2 separate regions of the Drosophila melanogaster genome follow, and region 1 is linked to region 2. A link is a contact called in public Hi-C data. All regions are on one chromosome and are shown on one strand. The core of a region is the stretch at or near the end of the contact, and the rest is flanking DNA. Distances in the headings are between cores, read along the strand shown. Region 1 holds the start of l(1)G0469 (lethal (1) G0469). Region 2 holds the start of Hsc70-3 (Heat shock protein 70 cognate 3).

Region 1 (4,854 bases), core at 1,594-4,093, 2.4 Mb after region 2:
ATATGCAAAGTGTGGTGTATTTTTAGACCGGCACACGAGATGCAACAGTCGTGTGGGCGTGGTGAGTATGTGGTGCTCTGCAGTCGAAACTCACCACTTGCCACCCAACTCTCCCGCACACGCACGCATACACTCACACACAGTGAAGACCCGGCTGCGCAACCATTATCTTTCACATCTTTTCAAGTTTTCTCTTCCTCCTACATAAGTTAGTTTTCCACCATTCTCTTGCCGGATTAACTACTATTCATTGCAAGCTCGGTTTTACTGTAGCGTAATATTAGTAAAGTGAACTGTGGTAAACGGGAGCGCAAAGGTGTTTATTATTTACAATTTTCCCCTCTACCCTGTCCCATTTTCAGCTCTTTTGTTTTCAGCTTTGTTTTAAGGGTTTTTCGGGCTTCAAAGTTTGGAATGTTCTAGCAGCTGTCGGCGCAGCATTGTGAATGACCGCTGCCGCTGCCGACGCTGACTTCGACTGCGCTGCCAGCGTCTCAAATGATAAGCTCTTTCGTGTTCTTGTTCTTGTTGCTGTTGTTGTTGTTGGATTCTCTTTGCGATTAGATAAAAGCACGGTACTTCGGCTTGAGTGCGTGTGTGTCTGTGTGTCTGTGTGTACGCTGTAGAGAGTGCGCATGTGTGTAATGTTTGTTTATTGAATGACATTCTACAATTTAGACATTCTCGACCAAAAAAAAAACCATAGATTACTTTTAATGGCTCTCTGACGTCCGAAGTTTTGTGATTAATCATCAGTCCGAAAAGTTGAGCAGGTAATTCTGCACTTTAATTGCAGTCTTATGAGGAAGAGGAAGCTACAGTGGAGCCTCGACCGAAGAGGACCATCGAATAATAATAAAAAGAAATACAAATTTAAATAGGTTAGCCCAACAGGAACATATATATATATATATATATATATATATATATATATATATATGTGTGTGTGTGTGGTTGGGGATTACCCGAATCAATTTGAATTGGAGTTCTAAAAAAATGTAAATAAAGCCTCATTAAAGCTTTTGGTGGGGGATCAACATTGTTTTCCACGACTTGATACGAGCGCATTAGACATTAATAAGATAAAACACAAAGAGCTACATATATTTAAAGTCCCAGCAAAACTGGCTGCATATAAAAGTGCATGTGATCAAGAACCACGACTTTTTCGCACGTAATAAAAAGTGTTTGGGGATCGTACATTTTATTAAGATAACAGATAAGCCTCACGACGCCGTACGATTTCGTCAAAAGACGTAAGAGTGTGTGGCTCTACCCTACCCCCTTTTCTCTTATCGCAACTAATAAAACCTTTTAAACTTGCCCTTACCTCAACCCAAAACTTTTGCATCGTGTCTTTGGAAATGCACCTAATCACTCAGCACTCTTCAAATAAAAAAAAATATATAATTTAAATTATCACTTTGCTTTGTGCACTAAAAGAAAACTATGATGACTTTTCTTGGAGATAAAAACTTGCAAGTGCAAAAACCGAGTACCAAATTTAAATATTAATACTTATTTAATATTATTCGCTTATCACAAAGATATGAGCAGAGTAAACATTCAATTGATCTGCGCACTTAAAGTGATAAAGAGCCACATTTTTGTCGTTTTAATTTTACCACTTATCAAATAGATATGAACAAAATGAAAATGGACTATTAATTTTGTTTATACTCTATATCTATATCCATACAATTTCACACTATGAAATCTCATAAGAATAGTATAAATATGTATAGATTTACTCGCATTTCCGTAATGTCTGCACTTGAAAAGTCGCAACATTTTCTCTGTGTCTTTCGCAATGAACTTACCTTTGGCCACCTTGCAGAGCACGATTCCATACCAAGAGGCGACAGGCGTCTCATTCTCGTCCTGCGTCTCCAGGAAACTGCTACCGTTGCGCGGGATGACCAGCCGCTGGGATTGGTTTTGGATTTGGCTGTGACTATGGCTGTGATTGCGATGCGGCGGCGATGGGTGGTTGGTCAGTGGGCAGTCGAGCTCCTCCAGAGCGTCCACGTCGAGGTCGTTGTCACCGGTGTCGGCTGCTGCGGCCGCTGCTGCTGCGTTAGCTGCGGCCGCCTCGGCTGCGGCGCTGCTGCGGATCTCGACCACGAAACCGCACTCGACGACGGCGCAAAAGATGCGCTGCTCCTCGGGCTTGAACCACTTGGATTCGCGCAGCTTTTGCACTGCCACACTGCTGCCGAATGTGGCGCCCACGGTGCCGCCAGCAATTCCATTCTTTTGCCCGCTGGGCGGCAGTAGGCGGTGGGCGGTGCCGGTTGTGGGATTCTGATGCTGCTGCAGTGGCGGTGGCCAATTGGAGGTGGGCGAGCTGGGCGCCGATTGGGAGTAACCGCTGGCAGGTGGCGCCACCGGTTGGTTGTTGTGACCCTGCAGTGGCCACCATTTCAGCGAGCTGACAAAGCTGTTCGAACGGTTCATTGTGGGCGTTGTTGGGCCTGAAGCGCCCAACTTTCACTCGAAAAAAAATTAATGAAATTCGAAATGCACTTTTCCGCGCGTTTTCCGGAATAACTTTTCTCTCGCTGTTTGCGTTGGATTTTATTTAAATTTGTTGTGTTGTGTTTTGTTCTGTGCTTCTTTCAATTTGCTCTGTTTTTTTTTTTTACGCTTCGATTCGCTGCTGCTGCTTCTTTCGGTTTCTTATGTTATCTGTTTCAGTTTCTTTTTGAGTTTGCCACACTGCACACGAAGTTCGAGTTGTTTCGGTTTGGGTTTTTGGTTTCTGTTTCTGGCTTTTCGTGTTTTTCGCTGCTGCTCTTCAGATATTCCGCCTTATCCGCTCGTCGGTTTGCTTTTTACAAATACAAATGTTTTCGGGCACGTCGCTTTATATGGCTCTGCTCGAGCTCTGCCCAAGCTCTGCCGACTTTGCTCTCATCGGCGCTCTTCGCTCTGCTCACGCACTGTTAACCGAACGTTAACAGTGCAAGAGAGCGCCAGCTCTCAATGTTGCATTTGTTTACAGTACATTGGCCGAAATGCAGCAACATATGCAATGAATTCAGGATTTAAATATGCAAAATTTGTTATCTCCAACAATGTAGGTTTTTAAAAAATGTATTAAGTGCTTGCGAAAGTACAACGAGCTTGCCGCTCGAGCGCGAAAGACTAGCAATATGTTAATTTATTAATCATAAAGTAAATTAAATCTGAACTATCCACAAACAATGTCCATAACTGTTCTGTGCATATGACTGTGCATTTGCATTACTTTTTAGTGTGCAACTCAATAAGAAAATAAGTTTTTTAAAAAACTTGTTGTTTGCTATATGATGTTTACCTGGATCATTGATATTCAATTACAACTTGGTATTAAATCTTTAAGTCTTGCGCCCAAAACTGCTTTTCTAGTCCACTGTTCATATTACAGTCATGAAATTCATGTTGCAAAAAAACCAAGAGTAGATCAAATGGTAAAGTTGCTCATATGTCTTCAACTAATCGGATAGGAAATACTAATTTCTGCTTTTTGAAGCAAACTATAAATTGCAGTTTAGGAAAATGCAAACCGCAACTACTAAGATAGTTATTGAATTCCAACACCCAAGGGACTGAGTCTAAAGATAACTTAACGGAGAGCGATATTATTTATAACCGAAGCCGGTTTATTTCAGAGAGGAATCTCAATCTCGCTGAGGCTCTCTGTCTGTCTCTCTTTCCCTCTCTCTCTCCGCCTTTCGAACTGTGAACTGTGGTGAGTATGGCATTCCGCTATGCTGTTTCGCCATTCTCTTCCCCCGCAAACGGCGCGCCAACTAAATAATTATCTATTTTACGGCTATAAGGCCAATATTTCGATCCTTGTGTGGCTCGTGCGGCGACATCCTTCGAGTGGAACCGACTGGATTATGGCCCCCCAATTATGAGCATTATTTGTTGGGCTTTCGTCAACGTCGCAGTTATTCGTCACGAAGCCCAATTGTAGACAAAAACGTCACTGGCCAGGTGAATTGATTGATGCGAATGGAGGTTTATTGCTTAATGGTTTGTTTTCGATTCGGTTCGATCTCAAACGAAACATGTGATCGAGCACGGGCAACACTCGATAGTATGTATGAAATGACAAAATTAACGAACAAACCCCCTCATTTCGTTCGAAGAACTTGTTACAATTCAATAGGTTATCTTATCGATTGATAAATAGCAATAAGAACAAATTGTCCTAGTCTTAAAATGAAAATCTAAAAAAAAAATCACTTAATTATATATAATTAATTAATCTTCCTGCTTCCGCACTTTTAATCCAAAGACATTCGAAAATTTGGTTGCAAATTCTTGTGTGCAATAAATTGATTGCCTTACGGAAATCGCAGAGGTAGCTAAAAAAAAAAAGAACAATGCGATCTAAATGATTGATACAAAAAATTGCAAGTTTCGGTGGAGCCCCTAAAAATAAAATAGCTCGCTTTGAAAATGGGAGCACGGATGATATTTGTATTTATAGCAGCGCTAGAATATTTCGCTTGTGCAAATATTTGATAGTGACGTGCTGCTAGCTGGGCCATATTAAATTGCCTCAAACAATGCCCAATTTACAATTGGAATTCCGCTCGATTGAAATTGGTATAACAATTGTATTGCTTTCCAAAGGAAACCCAAATGGGAAATGCACCCTTAAAATGCAATTGGAGAAATGCATTTGATTCGTTAATTAACTCGAGCAACACACATACATAATTACCATGAAAGTGCCAACATATCTCACGCACATAAGCTAACAAGTTTCTGCACCATTCATACCCCTTTCAATTCGTCTTCTATTTGCACTTACGAACAATGCAATGCATCGCCACAGCCTAATCATATCATCAGATG
Region 2 (5,470 bases), core at 1,329-3,828:
AGTTGAGTACTGATAAACTTGAATTTGAGGCGCTTAACTACAGCAAAAATTTCTTATTATAATGCGCACGTGGAAGTGTGTCAGCTAAAATTACAAGTATGGGAGTATAGATAAAGTCACCTATTTTTTAAGAAGTAAAATCTTATACATTCTTTTTACGTTATTTTAAGGTCAAATCTACTTTACAAATATTTTGTTATAAATGTGATCAATTTGAAATGTACACGTCTAAAGCATAAAAACTTGGTATTACGAAAATCAACAGTAGAATTTATGACCACTGTATACTTTATGATCAAGATATCTCAAGTAAGCATTAATGGGTTTTAGAGCCGAAGGACGAGCATATCTAACTTACCAGGAATACGTGGTGCCCAAATCAATGCCGATCACTGTGCCCAGCTCCTTGTCCTTTTCCTTCTTCTCCTCGCCCAGCGAGAGGCCAACGAAGGCCACGACGGCCAGTAATATGCATAACTTCATATTGAAGATCTCTCAGGAAAACTGCAAATAAGAAAGGGATTGCGTTAATTTTCGCCCAATTATTTCAACCTCGGCTTTTTGTACACGTCAACACAATCACACACACGCAAACATAAATGGCCAGTGTTCTTTTTGGCTCTCGCTCTCCCTCTGCGAGAGAACCAGTACTGATGACGTCGGCCAGATTGTCAACTGTTAACATGTACCGTTAGCTGTGCCACTTTGGCAACATTATTATTTTAAACACGATTCTACCAGATTCAGTACCTTATAAATCTTACTAGTAGTCAAGATCGGATAAAGAACACGTCTACTCCAATGGCTAACTGCCCGGCAACTGCTAAGCGGTGCGCTCATCTCCGTTCTGCTGACATTGACCGACGCCGACGTCGCCGGAAAGCGAGAGAGAGAGAGCAGCGAAATTTGTATACGTGTAACATTTTTCTGGTTCTTTCTTTGCTGCTGCCGGTGAGAGAGCGGCCAAATAACTGGTTTAATTCTTTTCGTTATTTCACGCACCGCAAGAAAGTCCCCCTCCCAACGCACAATTCCAGAAGGAAAGCTGGATTTGCACAGCTGTTTGTGGCTTAACCACTTAGGTATTTTATTCTTTTTTCTATGCCACACTGACGTGTACTTTGCGACCATCGGAGAGAGACACACAGAGAGAGCAAAGCGAGTGCTTATAAATCAGCCAAATAAATGACGTGTACCAAGCGGATTGAACGCAGACAAACGCACACAGATAGGCCTACTCCCACTCACACAGACGGCAAAATGCGCAGGCGCTTCGCGGTCTTTTAAAAAAAAGAAGTAAATGTAAGCAAAATTAACCGTAAATTACTGTAAAAGGAAAACAAGAACTTCACCTAAATGCAAGCTTAGGCTGTAAGAAACTAATACGAAGAAGAAGACAAAGTTCATTCACCGAACTTGTCACTTGTCACGACCACCACGTCATTGGTTGGCCTTTATTGGTTTCAACTATAAAGGAAACTAATTTCATACGTTTCTATTTCTTTAAGGGCACGTGCGGGCAAACTTTTTGTAGCAGACCTCTTTTACTTTTGCCAATATGGCGACTGTAAAATTGCAGTGTATTGGTGTCCCTCTTTGCCGTCCGTTCCTTTACACGAATATTCTAGCAGTGCAAGTGCACTTTCCAGCTATTTGTGCTAACGTCCAGCTCGTATTTAAGCCTTTTCTTTGAACTAACACTTACACTTATCGCTGAGCGGTTAATAATTTCAAATTGGTTTCGATTTAATGTGCTTTCTCGACGCTTCAAAGTGAACTGACAGAGCAGTAGAATATGTGGCTGCTGCTTATCTGACGTTTTTGCCGGCGCTTTCTACGTACGCACACAGTCATACGCTGCGGCACACACACACACGTGCAACTCTGGGGCCAAAAAGACACGTCAGTGGTAGATCAGTGTTGGAAAGCACGCGATTGTTCGGCCGACGAATAACCGCTTTTCAAAAATATATAATTATTTCTACACACAATATTTCGCGTTGTCCTTATCAATATCAGGTAGTAAATAGTATTTTACAGTTACCAATGGGTCTGTCAAGCAATCGTTTTGATTCTTTTATAATGTTGCCTCAATTTTGTTTCAAAATAAACAATAATATAATATAAGAAATGCTATAACGCAATTCAAGCCACTGAATTCCTTGCAACACATATTTATAAAAAAAAATAGATATATTTAAATATACACTTTATGCTGGTTCTTTTGGTCCAAAGTAAATTTGATAAATATTTTCCTGTTTCTTAGATGTTAATACCAACAGCATACACTCATATCAACTTTCAATATAATTTTCTTTTTGTATACTTACATTTTCTAACTAAAACTATTAAAAAAAAATTCACTTATTTAGGTAATTGTCACTTTTTGTCACAGAAGTATTAGTCTTTGTTGTTTTTTGGCTTGGTTTTAATTGATCTAATGGGAATGTAACGATTTCTTGTTTATATTTGCGGTCACAGCGCGTTACAATGTTCTTGGGGTAATAATTTGTATTTAATAAATCGCGTTTCTCTTTTGCTGTGCTGTTATTCCTTGTACTTTTGTTTTGAAACTGATTTTCACTCTCTGTTTTCCGGCTATTTATTGCTCTTTGCTCTCACCTACCACTGACGTGTCGATGAGTTTAGTTTTCTAGAAACATCGATACACATCTGGCAATCGAATAAGTCGAATAAATATTTCGTTAGACTAAAATGTCTAATTAATAAAGGTATTAAGAAGATATAATTAAAAATAAAAATAATATATTACAGGATTATATGATTGCAACTATTTCTGCTATACGGTTTACAATCATTTTAATAATAGTTTTTTAAGATTTAACTTCTTTTATATATTCATTTTATTCAATATAATTTTAATCGATAACTATCTTAAGGTGTTACATCTCTAGCACTGACGTGTCGCAGGCGTAGCTGTTCCGCCCACTGGAGGCCAACTCTCGCTCTCGCTCTCTCCCAGAGCTTTTCACTATTTGTTTACCCAAACATTTTCGGAGCGGAGAGAGTACGATGTTTGGCCTTCTTCTTTTTCTTTTTATGGTGTTTGGTTTGTCTGATGCAAATATGCGTTCCCCTTAAGTAAAGCCGCAACGAGCACTGACGTGTACATTGCCCCAGGTTAACCGTTATGCTTCCAGCTGAATCTGGATGTTTGCCGTTACTTTAAGTGGGGCGTAATTATTGACAACTTCCCAAAACTATTTTTAGACTTTGTAATTGTTCATTCCGATACTTGAAGTTATAAATATATGCTTTTGGGTTCTTATTATTATAAGCATATAATTACATTCGAAATTTAAATTTAAGCTTATATGCAGCTGTTTTTAATACTATGACAACCGGAAATGGTACTGCAATATTTACATGTAAATTCGAAAGAAAAACTAACTGCTTATCCATAGTTTTGAGTGGTAAACGAATGGAGTTTAATAAAGACATAGAATCAAATTTTTTTTCAAACTTACCTCTTTCATATATAAATGTTATTTATATTTTATATTATTAAAAATGTCTAGTATTTTATATATGTATGTATATATTGCTATTTCGAATTCCATATAGCAACTCTAGACTTTTTTAGCACTTCCCAGAATTTTTATTAATAATATTTACATATATGAAAAATAAAATTTAAAAGCGTATTTAAACAATACGCTCAAATGATGATTCAAAAATGTTTCAAGAATATCATGACTAATATTTGGGGGGATAAAAAATGATATATTTTCCGAAAAAGTCGAAAATACCACGTTTATCTGGCAATTTCCAGGCATTTCGTCGATCTTCATTTGAAATGATAATTTCCATAAATTAAACGACTACCGATAAGAACAGGCAAACAGTCTATATATGTAGCATATTTATAGCGAGTTCTTGACTTATCAGTCCGCATCCGCCCGAGAATGAAAAACACCCACTTTTTAGTTTTCTTTTTTTTTTTTTTGTCGATTTTTGTAATGACACTCATTCAATATCAATATATTTTCATAACAATACATAATAGCATGTAATAATCTTTTTATCATCTCCCCGCTCAGCGCCCCGTCGATATCGTACCGTACTTTACATTATAAAAGTAGACGTTGACCAAAATTCTGGTTTGGAATCCAGCCAAATTATGTAGTTTTCTTTCTGTCGCAGATTGTGTGCAGGAAAAACTATGGACAGGTTGTATTCTAAGCAACACATTCAATAATCTCTATTCGATAATTTCCATATCTATTAAAAAAATTATTATAAAAAAAAGAATTGATGATACAATCTAGGTTCTTTATGGCGAATTTGCTATAATTGGATTATTGATAATGCAAATAATGGTCGACGTGGTCGAAGAATGGGCCACATCATCTGCTCTCCACAATATTTAAAGCTTAACGACATATAAACATCAATTGCTTTACAATGCTGTCGTGTTTTTGTTTTTTTTGGTCAAATGTGTTTGTGGCTATTTGTGAAAAGTGAAATAAAATCGCTAAGTTTTTTATGCGTATATACATACATACATATATATATATATATATATATGTATGTATATAAAAAGTCGGAGCATAAAGAAAAGCACATCGAAAAACGATTAATAGTTAATAGTTTGTATAAGAGTATAGTTACAGTTTTCTTCTTTCTTTTGGGCAATAGAGTGCACAAAAATGGTTTGTTTTCTTCGTATATAATATATAAAGTTGCTTTGAATTGAATTTGTATGCTTGGTTTTCCATCGCGAGTTGCTGAAACACTTGAGTTGCATAGATCCGTTTTGAGTGTGTTCTTGGTTTTTGTTTCTTCCTTTTTTTTTGTTTTTTTTTATTGGTTTTTGGTTACCATTTTGTGAGAGTTTTTTTTGGTCCGAAACTGCGACACGAAGTGATTTATTCTATGGATACAGCATGCTGACTACACTGCATCTTTGCGATCTTAGAATCGCCACGCCTGCTAGTTAACAATATCAACAAAGGGCAAGCAGCTGGTGTTACTGAAAGAGTGTGGGAACAATGAAGCAATCTGTGGATAAAACCTGGCGCCAGTTGGCCTCAATTATTTACAACAGACACCTAACAACTGCTTACTTTAAAAGTAATGCCGAAATGTTAATGAAACATGGAAGCTTTTCGAATTCAATGTAGTATTTTGCGAACCATATCATGTGAGAAAGGCCAACTGGCTTGGAATTATCCAAAGATTACCCTCTGCCATTGTCAAACCAAAAAAGATCAATTCTACATATATCTGTGTATATATAGTGGTGTATATATATATTCTGTGTTCTGCTTGGTGCGGTGGCAGCAAATTGTTTCATCATTTTCCTCCATATCATCCTCATCCTTATCATCATCATTATCATCATCATCCTTCAAGTTTCTGCGTGCGGCTCCTACTCGTGCCTCACCCCGCAAATGGACAGGAACGTACTGAAGTTGTGCAGGCTGCAGGCCGGCAGCACTGTGTAGAC

What was found. A called contact is a pair of places that touch in the nucleus more often than the background predicts.
Region 1: a contact with region 2 is called in a Hi-C map of the Kc167 cell line, with 2.9 times the contacts expected there. The contact joins the promoter of l(1)G0469 here to the promoter of Hsc70-3 in region 2. A contact is called at or near these places in 2 of 107 Hi-C or Micro-C datasets (the Kc167 cell line and embryo).

The regions. Positions count from the first base shown.
Region 1 is chrX:14,208,614-14,213,467 of dm6, forward strand. It overlaps l(1)G0469 (lethal (1) G0469), which reads right to left and starts at 2,844. Exons shown (of 3, transcript NM_001272614.1): 1 at 1,821-2,844. The coding sequence starts at 2,457. The region is part of intron 2 of Prp16 (pre-mRNA processing factor 16); the gene reads left to right.
Region 2 is chrX:11,804,539-11,810,008 of dm6, forward strand. Hsc70-3 (Heat shock protein 70 cognate 3) reads right to left here and starts at 2,579. Exons shown (of 3, transcript NM_078577.3): 1 at 2,331-2,579; 2 at 359-504. The coding sequence starts at 483. CG1578 reads right to left here. Exons shown (of 8, transcript NM_001298212.1): 8 at 3,968-5,470. The coding sequence ends at 5,393.